Regions from separate parts of the Zea mays genome. Here region 2 is linked to region 1. The links are chromatin contacts, called in public Hi-C maps. All regions are on one chromosome and are shown on one strand. Each heading gives the region's core, a stretch centred on a gene start, on an enhancer-like site or on the middle of the called end of the contact. The rest is flanking DNA. Distances are from core to core; before and after follow the strand shown. Region 1 holds the start of LOC103630174 (Putative MYB DNA-binding domain superfamily protein). Region 2 holds the start of LOC100283780.

The links. A called contact is a pair of places that touch in the nucleus more often than the background predicts.
Region 2: a contact with region 1 is called in a Hi-C map of tassel, with 2.3 times the contacts expected there. The contact joins the promoter of LOC100283780 here to the promoter of LOC103630174 in region 1. A contact is called at or near these places in 2 of 25 Hi-C or Micro-C datasets (endosperm and tassel).

What each region holds. Positions count from the first base shown.
Region 1 is chr6:146,089,327-146,094,046 of Zm-B73-REFERENCE-NAM-5.0, reverse strand. It overlaps LOC103630174 (Putative MYB DNA-binding domain superfamily protein), which reads right to left and starts at 2,316. Exons shown (of 12, transcript XM_008651258.4): 1 at 1,948-2,316; 2 at 1,098-1,337; 3 at 946-1,000; 4 at 415-472. The coding sequence starts at 1,210.
Region 2 is chr6:146,420,639-146,425,641 of Zm-B73-REFERENCE-NAM-5.0, reverse strand. It overlaps LOC100283780, which reads right to left and starts at 2,816. Exons shown (of 8, transcript NM_001156679.1): 1 at 2,165-2,816. The coding sequence starts at 2,735.

The sequences.
Region 1 (4,720 bases), core at 1,067-3,566:
ACGAAATAAAAATAAAGGTATGTAGCATGTGCACAATTTATGAGCATCAGGGGCAATTATTTATCTAACATATTCAAATTATTACATCATAAACATTAACAAGATAGCCACATCTATTTAGGCCTTTATTTGGTGCTAAAGTTTTAGCTTCGAGCTAGTGCATCAAACTAAGTTGACAGTTCTAAAAAAAGGTGGTACTACATTCCATAATACAACACTACATTTTTTAGATCAAGACTTGTAATGCAAATCGCAAGAAAACAAGATGCATGTTAGCAAGCAAAATAAGTAAGTATCATTGTATATGGTCAGTTTATATCTGGATATATGATGCTTCAAAAAGAAATCAACAGCCTGTGCTACATAAATTGAGAACAGAGAACATATGAACTTTGTATTAGCTAAAGAATGTACCTATCTTTTTCCAATTTTTTCCCTTGTAGGTTTCAACAGCTTTGCGAAGTATGTCATCCTACAATTGAGTAGTTGTGCCCATCAAACCACACCAGTAGATAGGCAAAATATGATCTAATCACAGATAAGGCCATCTTTGACACGGTTTCATCATGCAATGCTTAGCATATAAAAAGAACATTGCCATCAAATAAATCTTTGGTGCTGATGTAGGCATGTCACTGAACAGTGTTACTGTATGTAATGTTTGATGCAAATGAAAATAAATGCAGCAAGAGAATCAATCCCTGCCTACTATTAACTATAGTATCAACTACAGTAGAAGAGAGTATGGTGAAAACTGAAAAGTTATATATCTGTATGATATTTATCTTTTGCTATGTAGAGAAAAAAGACTATCTTATTGAGAATGGATGTTTAGCATAGCATTCAACAAAGCTACCTAAGATAGATTATTTACTTCATTATTCAAATGTTGTACTGAAAATGCATGCTATTAACGAATTTAGGAAACCAGAGTGCCAACTTTACCTCTTCTAGAGTCCAGTTGCCCTTGGATGAGCGGCGTGCTGGACCAGTTGTCCTCCTGAAGCCAGAGATAAACAAACATGTATAAGAATTAAGAAGGAATATGCATAACGTAAAACCTGATGAGTGGTTCCATTAAGCGGATAGAAATTCACCCATTGGATAATCTCCCCCCTTTTTGAGGTTCCTTGCTGACTCCTCCATCAGGAGGAACAGAAGGAGCTGAAGACTCTGTGCCCTTCAAAGTCTTTCGCTCTTCAGTTGTCATATTAAGTGAAAACAGAAAACTGAATCTCCACTTAAAGCAAGGTAAGGGCCCAAATATCCATCCCAATGTTAAAACCCTCTAAGGTCTTCTAGCAGATTTTTTTCGCTTGGGGAGAAGTGGCCATTGTCTGCCAAGAGGGGGGAAGGGAACAAAATTGAATCATGTAAACAAAATAACAAATAGTCGAAATTATAATACAGAAATACACAACTATGAAGATACAGTGATGCATCGTGATTTTGCCATGATAGACATGCCCTCAAATTTAACCACAAGATATCAATTTTTTACAGTGAGAAATTAACAAATCCGAGTAAAATTTGGCTAGATTTGAGAATTCTAGAACGCAGACTATAAAAAGATAAACATCTACAAAGGAAGAACAAATATATAGTCTTTCAAAATACCCCCACATCCTCTCAGTCCCAGTCCTCACAGGAAATCAATCCCTCTGTAAGGCTCTGCTGGCGCACCACCGGCGCTACCGCCATTGCGCAACCCCACAGGCCACACTCACCCACAAACCCGCCACGACAAACCCATCTCCACGGACCACGGCTGCTTCCTCTCGAGCGGCTGCAGAATGAACGCAGCGGTCACCCCCAACCACGCCACCTCTTCCGCTGCCGCGCCGAACGGGAAGCCAGGTACAGCGCTGCGCCGCCGGTGGGCTTTGGGCGCAACCAGATCGAGGCAGCAGAGCAGGCGAGAAGGGGAGCGCATAAAAGAAGTCTCACCTCACAGGAGGCGCGGCGCATCAGCTCCGCTCAGCGGCGACCGAACCGCGCCGCCACCCCGATCCGGCCGCCGCCGTGGTCCTCCGGAATCTCGAATTGCGCAGGCCAAAAGGGAAGGCTTTTTTCCACCAAAGCCAATTTTATTAATAATATGGGGAAATAGGGTCTTGGCTTCTCTGGGCGTCGCTCTGCTTGGGAGGTTTTAAATTTCGCAGCGGAGGCCAACGAACGGGGTAGGGTGACTGGGTGACAGAGAGGAAGAACTGAAGAAGCACGGAGCGGAGGGGCAAGGACGGTTGGGATGTCGGAATCGATGTGAATCTGAGCCATACGGGCGGCCAGTGCGACTGCCGCTTCGGGGCTTTTCAAACGCCAACGGCTGGCCCTAGCTCTGTTTAGTGTTGCTGCCTTGCTGGCCTGCCAGTTACCTAGTTTTACTATATCACCGCGTAGATAATGTTTTAATTATCGCGAATTGTTATCTTTTTGTTAGTCGTGAAAAATATATAGGTTTAATCCTGTCTTGTTATATCCGACCGGTCATGGTTATTTTGGTAGTATTTTATAAGGGGAACAATTGGATCTATACCATTAAAAGATCCAAACTTTAGATATATACCATAGACCCCACATATCATTGACTCATGTGGACCCACATGTAAGTGAGATAGTAATGGTATGGATCCAAAGTGGTGATCTTTTAACGGTATGGATCCAAATTTCCCTTTATAAGGTGTTTTGATTATCTTAAAATATGGTGCTTATTTTTAGACCTTGAATTTTGTGTTGAATTGTTGATGCCTCTCTTGCTAACATGGAACTCTTTTAAGGCCTCGTTCGGTTCGGTCGGTTTGGTCCATTCCAGCCTTTGTTCCGGATAGAATAAAATGATCTGGTTAGGAATTACGTCGTTTGTCCAAAAGATGTTTGTTTGAACCTGAATCAAAAAACAAGAGTGATACGGTTTGGAGTTTTTCCTTCTACCACAGTCTGGTACGAATCCAAGTATGCTGACCTCTCGATCCAACTTGACGAGCGTTGGCAGAGGACGAAATTGGGCAACAGCTATCGTGACCGAAACTCGAGCAACAACAATCCTGGCCAAAGCGAACAACCTTCAATGGACCACTAGTTTTTATTTCAGATTCAGATCCATCCGTGACCAATTTTTAGTGAACCACTTGAATCCAGCCTATTTGGCTCTTTGTCTTCTAGACTTGATCTTGGGCCACCTAACACGACCCGCCCAAAAAAACTCGGCCCAACCAGACCCGACCAATACAACGGGCAGATACAGACCATAATTTTTTACCCGCAATAATTATCGATTCAGGTACGGGCCGTGATTTTCGACCAAAAACCCGACCCGGCATGTCAAACAGGAAGGCACGGGCTAGACCTGTTCAAACATCGGGTCGAGTCAAGGTTGGGTCGTGGGGCATTTAGCATGGCCCGTACCCAACCAGTGCATAGTTCGGGTCGGGTTGGTCCTGTCTCCCCGTTTGACGTGTCGGGTCGGGTTTTGGGAGTTTTGGTTTGGTCCATTCTAGATCTGGTTCCAGGTGGAAAAAATGACCCGGATTGAAATTTGGCCACTTCTCTAAATCCTGCTCGTTTGGACCTAAATCAAAAAATGAGAAGGACTCCGTTTGGAGTTTTTCTGAACACCATGGCCCGGTACGAATCTAGGTGTGCTACCAAGGGATCCAATCTGGGTGAAACGGGGGCAACGCTGGCGACAAACGAGGCGAGGAGACGCCGCCGCCAAGTGACGGCGTGGCGGCGCGAAGTGATAGCGTGGTGGCACAGCGCAGCGACGACGGCCACTCTCCCCGCTGTCTTCTCACCGGTAACCACCGCCCTCTCTTCCCTATGTATGGTTTCCTCATCGTGATAGCGTGGCGGCACAGCACAACAGAGAAGAGCGTGTACGCTGAGGAGGGCCGGCGTGCGAGCGCGAGGACGCCGATGAGGGATGCAGTCTGTGAGACCGGCAGCCACACAGCACAGTTGCTGAACGCCGCACAACGCAGAAGCTGGAGAGGAGAGCTGGATCAGCGGTGGTTAGCAGAGGAGAAGTTGAATGCCGCACAGCGCAGTTCCACCTTGCCAGCAGGGCTCGTAGTACCTGATAGCACAGCTATGCAGTGGAAGGAGCCTAAATTCTTAGCGCAACATAGATTTAGATTAGCTATTCAGAATAAGCAGAAATTAGTGAAATACTTACTTGTTATGTACATTAACATACTCATCTGTTTCATCATAGATTTCTTCCTGCGAACAGAGCCATGTCAATTTACAATATCTGAGAGAAGCCAAACTTTGTTCGAGAAAAAGAGCGAGGACAAACAAATTACCACAATTCAAGTGCAACTGATTTTCCCCCTAGTTTCTCTCCTAATTGAATACTAGTACTTACGATGGCTAAAATGTTGCAAACAACTGATGTTTTCATGGAATGGAGAACACTCATACAGCATCATTAGCTAGTGATCTTAGCGCATCATCATGAAGAATTAAGTGTATACTTTATGATCATGTATGCCAGCTCCTTATTTGAGTTGTTACATGTAGATCCCTACAACACCAATTATAGTTGCGGAAGGTGAACCTCCTCCCTCTTGGGATCCGGTACCAACTCCAAAAGATATTAAATTCTTTGTACGTATATATGGTTTTCTTTAGTCCTTGTTACTTGTACTTTTGAAATGATACATGATTTGCTTTAATTCTATTTTATTATTTAACTTCTACCTGACAATAAATGTATATT
Region 2 (5,003 bases), core at 1,567-4,066, 330 kb before region 1:
ATCAAAGGTAAACGCAAAGCGACACGAGAATTTAGATAGGTTCGGGCTCTCTATGCGAAATAATACCCTACGTCTAGTATGCTTGTGGCTATTTCTTATGATCTGGTGTTCTGCCCTCTTGGGACGCCTCATCCACCTTTTCTAGTCCAAGGGAGGCGATTACAGGAAACTTATCTAGCATTGTACCAGATAAGGACTAGGATCGGCCTAAAATTGTTCTCCCTGTAGTCTAGTAGATATATATCTATCTTTATATATGGGTTCCCTTATAGATCAGGATGTACAGGTACCATAAACAGGCCAGAAAATGTTGTCTTCCACTCTTCCCTTCTCTGTCCACGTAGGCTGGTTTGGTTCTGACATGTCGGCCAAGTCCCCAGAATCCTAGTCCGAGTCCCGCAGCCAGATCCAAGTTATCCAGTCCGAGTCTAAGTTCTCCGACTCGGCCTGAATTGCTTGGTCCCACTAGCCAACATCTTCATTGTTGACACTCCTTGGGTGCCTCTGGTATATATCCTTTACAAATACCTTTTCACTTCTTCAATATTCTCATATTAGGTGCTTCATCTGGTTCCCTTGCCGATCAACAGCCATGAACCATCCCACAGCCGATCCAAAAAATAGTTATCACGACATCGTTCACGACCTCATCTTAGGAACCATACATGCAAGGAAGAAAAACAGGCAGCAGCAAAGTACTGGCTGCCTGAAGCTCCTTGTCCGATTTAAATATGCTAGCATCAGTAGAAGCCATACATAGCAGGGCATCGATAGCATCACTTTGATCAACATCGACAAAGGTTTCTTAAAAGTCAGGCACTTCAGCCAAAGAATCCATAACACAAAGCACCTCGCTCATGGAAGAATCGTCAGATTCATCGCATGAAACTAGCACCCAGTTCAGGCCATGAACAAGACCTTGTTCAATGGCGTCGCCCTGGCACTCCATTGCAGTCGACAAAGGTGGTCGTGAGGCATGAAGGCGGGCAGATGAGCCAGCCGACAGGAGCGAGAGATTGCAACGTGCTCCGAGCCTCCGACGGGAAGGGACACGAGCAAGAGGAGGGCAGGAAAGCAAGAGCAAGCACCGACAGACAGGTCATCGAAGCCGATGGGCGAACTCCAACGAGCGGTCGCGAAGATGAGTGCCGCCAAGTCAAAAGGGCCAAATGTGAAGATGTGCAGAGCCGCAAGGCAACGGGACAGAGCCAACAAACGGCGTGAGAGAGGAACAATTAGGTAAAGATAGAAATAACTCTAACCCTAAGTTTTGGCTCTCCATACCATGTTATGAATAGCACTCATATTCAATATGAGGACACTAGGACCGAATATATACACAGACCGTCTACAACAAGAACTCTATATATGAGAGCAAAATAGCAAATACAACAAGGACATTTGCATAGGCATCTAACAATGTGCACATACAAGGAATGCCTATTATGCTAAATGTAGATGTGCTCCTTCAAGCCATCACTTCATAGATGTAGAGAAGCTCGGTCAGATAAGGAGAATCAACAACTCCTAACTATACAAGAGCTTGATTTCAGTAAGTCCAATTGCTACACTAGCATAGCTAATATTCCAAATCAAACTACAATGCTTTTCTGCAGTGGATTCATTAACCGAATAAGGTCAAAGATCAGCACAACAAACATAAAGTATAACAGCATTAGGTGCCCAACCAATGCAGCTGAAAATAACATAAGTAAAACTCACAGCCATGGATTATTCAACCACAACATACAAAATAAAGTATACACCCTACCATAGTAGGGCAACAGGATAGAACAGGCTAATTTCAAACATTAATAGAAGTGGACTAATCAGTTAAATTTCATCAACTACAGCTTTAGAGTCCATAGCGAAAGGTAGTATAGCCTAATGAAAAACTTAAACATAAGCAAATGGCAAATGAAGTTCTTGTGGATTCAAGACCAAATTCCCCGTTTGTTTAACAACAGCCTTACCACTTGTTGACAACTTGAGTTGCCACAGTTAGGTCCGCACAAGTGCACAACGTTCCAGTAGTAGCATACGCACATTTAGAACGAGAGATATGAAGCAAACCTTGGAATGCTGCCGTATGAAGGCAACGAGTAGAAGCAGCAAGAACGGCAATATCTGAACGCGCATTTAGAAAGAGAGATATGAAGCAAACCTTGAAGATGCTGCCGTATGAAGACGACGAGTAGAAGCAGCGAGAACGGCAATATCTGTTCGAACCACCGCGCAACGTGGTGCACGTCGTAGCGCTGGTACGCGCGGTCCCCGCCCCCGTTCCCCGACGTGCCGGCCCCGCCACCGTTTGCCTCCGCATCCGTAGCGCCTGCACCCCTGCCCGCAGCGGAGGCCTGGTCAACCTCAGAGCCGGCGGTCGCCTCGATCAAATCCTCGGACGAGGTCCCCGCATCCGGCCCGCCCGTGGCCTCCGTGTCGCCTGGGCCGCCCTGAATCCGGATCGAAACCTCCCCGTCCCCAGCGGCGGCAGCGGAGAGAAGACCATCGACCTCCGACGCCGACAACGGCGACGAGGGCCCCGCGGACGGGTGGTGCGCCGCCAGGGCAGGGCCGGACTGGACTACGCCGGAGTACTCAAGGAGGGCCGCGATGGGGGCCTGGAGGAGGCTGGAGGCGGAGAAATTGAGGCCATATCGGCGGAGGCCGGAGGGCCCGACGCCAGCGCCCTGACTGGGCCCCCAGCGATCGGGGCTCACGGGGGGTGGGTCCATCGCCGGCGCCGGCGAAACCCTATATGCCGGCGTCGCACGCGAAGCGGGCCTGACGACGCGGAGTCCTCTGGAATGAGAGGGAGATCCCGTTGGCTTTGCTTTGGTTGGTCTTCTTCGCCTTCGCCTTTTGGTTTGGTTCGGCGTCTGCCTTCACCGTATCACCATTCACCCTCCGGCCAAGTTGGTTGGGTTCATCCGCACGAGTAATATTCCACGCAGGTTCATCTGGAGTTTTTAAATTAGAGAAAATCATCTCCACCTAGATAGACACACTCAACGAAAGGAAAATTCTCTTTCTCAATCTCCAACAATAGTCTTCTTCTAACAGGGAAACAGGGGTTTGCAGCCATCAAGCTAGACATGAAAAGCCTATGATAGGGCTGAGTCGACTTTCTTAAGGCCCTGTTCGTTTCACCTGGATCAGCTCATTCACTGCAGAATAAATTAGGCCGGTTTAGAGTTTGGTGTTTATGTGACCCATTGAAGTTGTTCATTTTGGCCCAAACTAAAATCAAAACTGACTCTGTTTAGATTTTTCGCTCACTCCATGATCCGGTACCAATCCCTGTCTCATCCCCTCCGGATTGCATCCCCGACATGACACCCGACGCGAGACGGGCTAAGCAGGGCAAGGCGTTGCGCAGGTGAAGAAGTGGTCGCGTGAAGCGGCAGCGGCGCGCAGCCCCGACGACGACGCTCCCCGCTGCCTTCCCACAGGTAAGGTGATGCTCTCTCTTCCCCTCTCTCATCCTCGCGTGTTCTTGATGTTGTTGAGCACCACGACAATGGCGTCGATGGGGATTCATGGATGACGGGGATGCAGGTGCGTCCCTAGAGCTCCTAGTCCCCATCGCCCCGTTCTTGTGTTCTTATGTACGTGCCCTTAGTGTTGTCCATTTCTTCAGCTTCTGGAATAGGGTTTTGTCCATATCTGCTTCAGTTTCTGAAAACACTCATACTAGGTTTCTGTATTCTATCCATTTCTTCAGTTTCTGAAATGGCGTTTACAAAACAATTAATTGTTAGTATACATACATTTCAGATTCTCAAGGAATGGGTGAGAGCACCTAGAGGGGGTGAATAGATGATCATGCAAATATTGCTCAAAACAACACAAACTTGGTCTAAAATATGAGTTAGAGTAAATCAAAACCAAGTTTGGATGAGAAGATGAGAGGAAGGAAGACTCTTCACTTGATTGCTCACTTGAGATGTGTATTAAACTAGGAGCAATAAATAAATGAAAGTTTATACTCAAAGGAAGATAGAAATCGTAGAAAAGTAAATGGACAAGAGCGACATCGATTTTTTTCTGTGGTTCGACCAAAGCCTACTCTACGTTGTGGTGACCTCCTTTAGTCAAGGGTTGGACTCAACCCCTCTCAAGTGATCCAAAGATCAAACTTGAGTGTCACAGTTTTCTTCGTATATCAAACTCGTTTGTGAGGAATCTCCATAAATTGGAGTCTCTCACACCTTACACAAGATGATCACAATCCAAATCAAAGTAAGGGAGGGAGTCGGGTACACAGACACGAGCACAACGCAGCAACAACACGCACAAATGCAAAGAAGAGAGTGCAACAACAAAACGACAGAGTAACGACCCAGAAAAAGCGCTCAAATATCTTTCAAACACTTCAAAGGCGTGTCCGCGGAGTTTCGGAGTTGTAGTGTGCTCTTAGAATGCTTGGTATCCTGCTGCATGCGCTTAGGGGTTCCTTTTATAGCCCCAAGGGGCCTCGGAGCCGTTGGAGCTTCATTTGGAAGCTCCCAGCCTTCCCTGTCTGCGTGTGCATCGGACTATCCAGTGGTGCACCGGACAGTGCACAGTACAACTGTCGGCGTTTCGAGACAGGGGGGTCCCTAAGCCGACGAGTGAGTGTGCTGCGTGCCCCAGCCCAGATGGGTCGAGCGCGTGGGCGAGCGCGAAGGGGGGAGAGGCGAGGTGGCCGGAGTCGAGTGTGAGAGAGGTGGAAGTCCCGCGGCCTTCGTGTTCGTCCCGCGCCCAGGTCGGGTGCGCTTGCAGTAGGGGGGTTACAAGCGTCCACGCGAGTGAGGGAAGCGAGCGGCCCCAAGAGAGCGCCTGTCCCGTCCTCGGTCCCGCGCGGCCAACCTTCTCTAAGAAGGCCCTGGTCCTCCCTTTTATAGTCGTAAGGAGAGGATCCAGGTGTACAATGGGGGGTGTAGCAGAGTGCTACGTGTCTAGCGGAGGGAGAGCTAGCGCCCTAGGTACATGCCAATGTGGCAGCCGGAGAGATCTGGGCA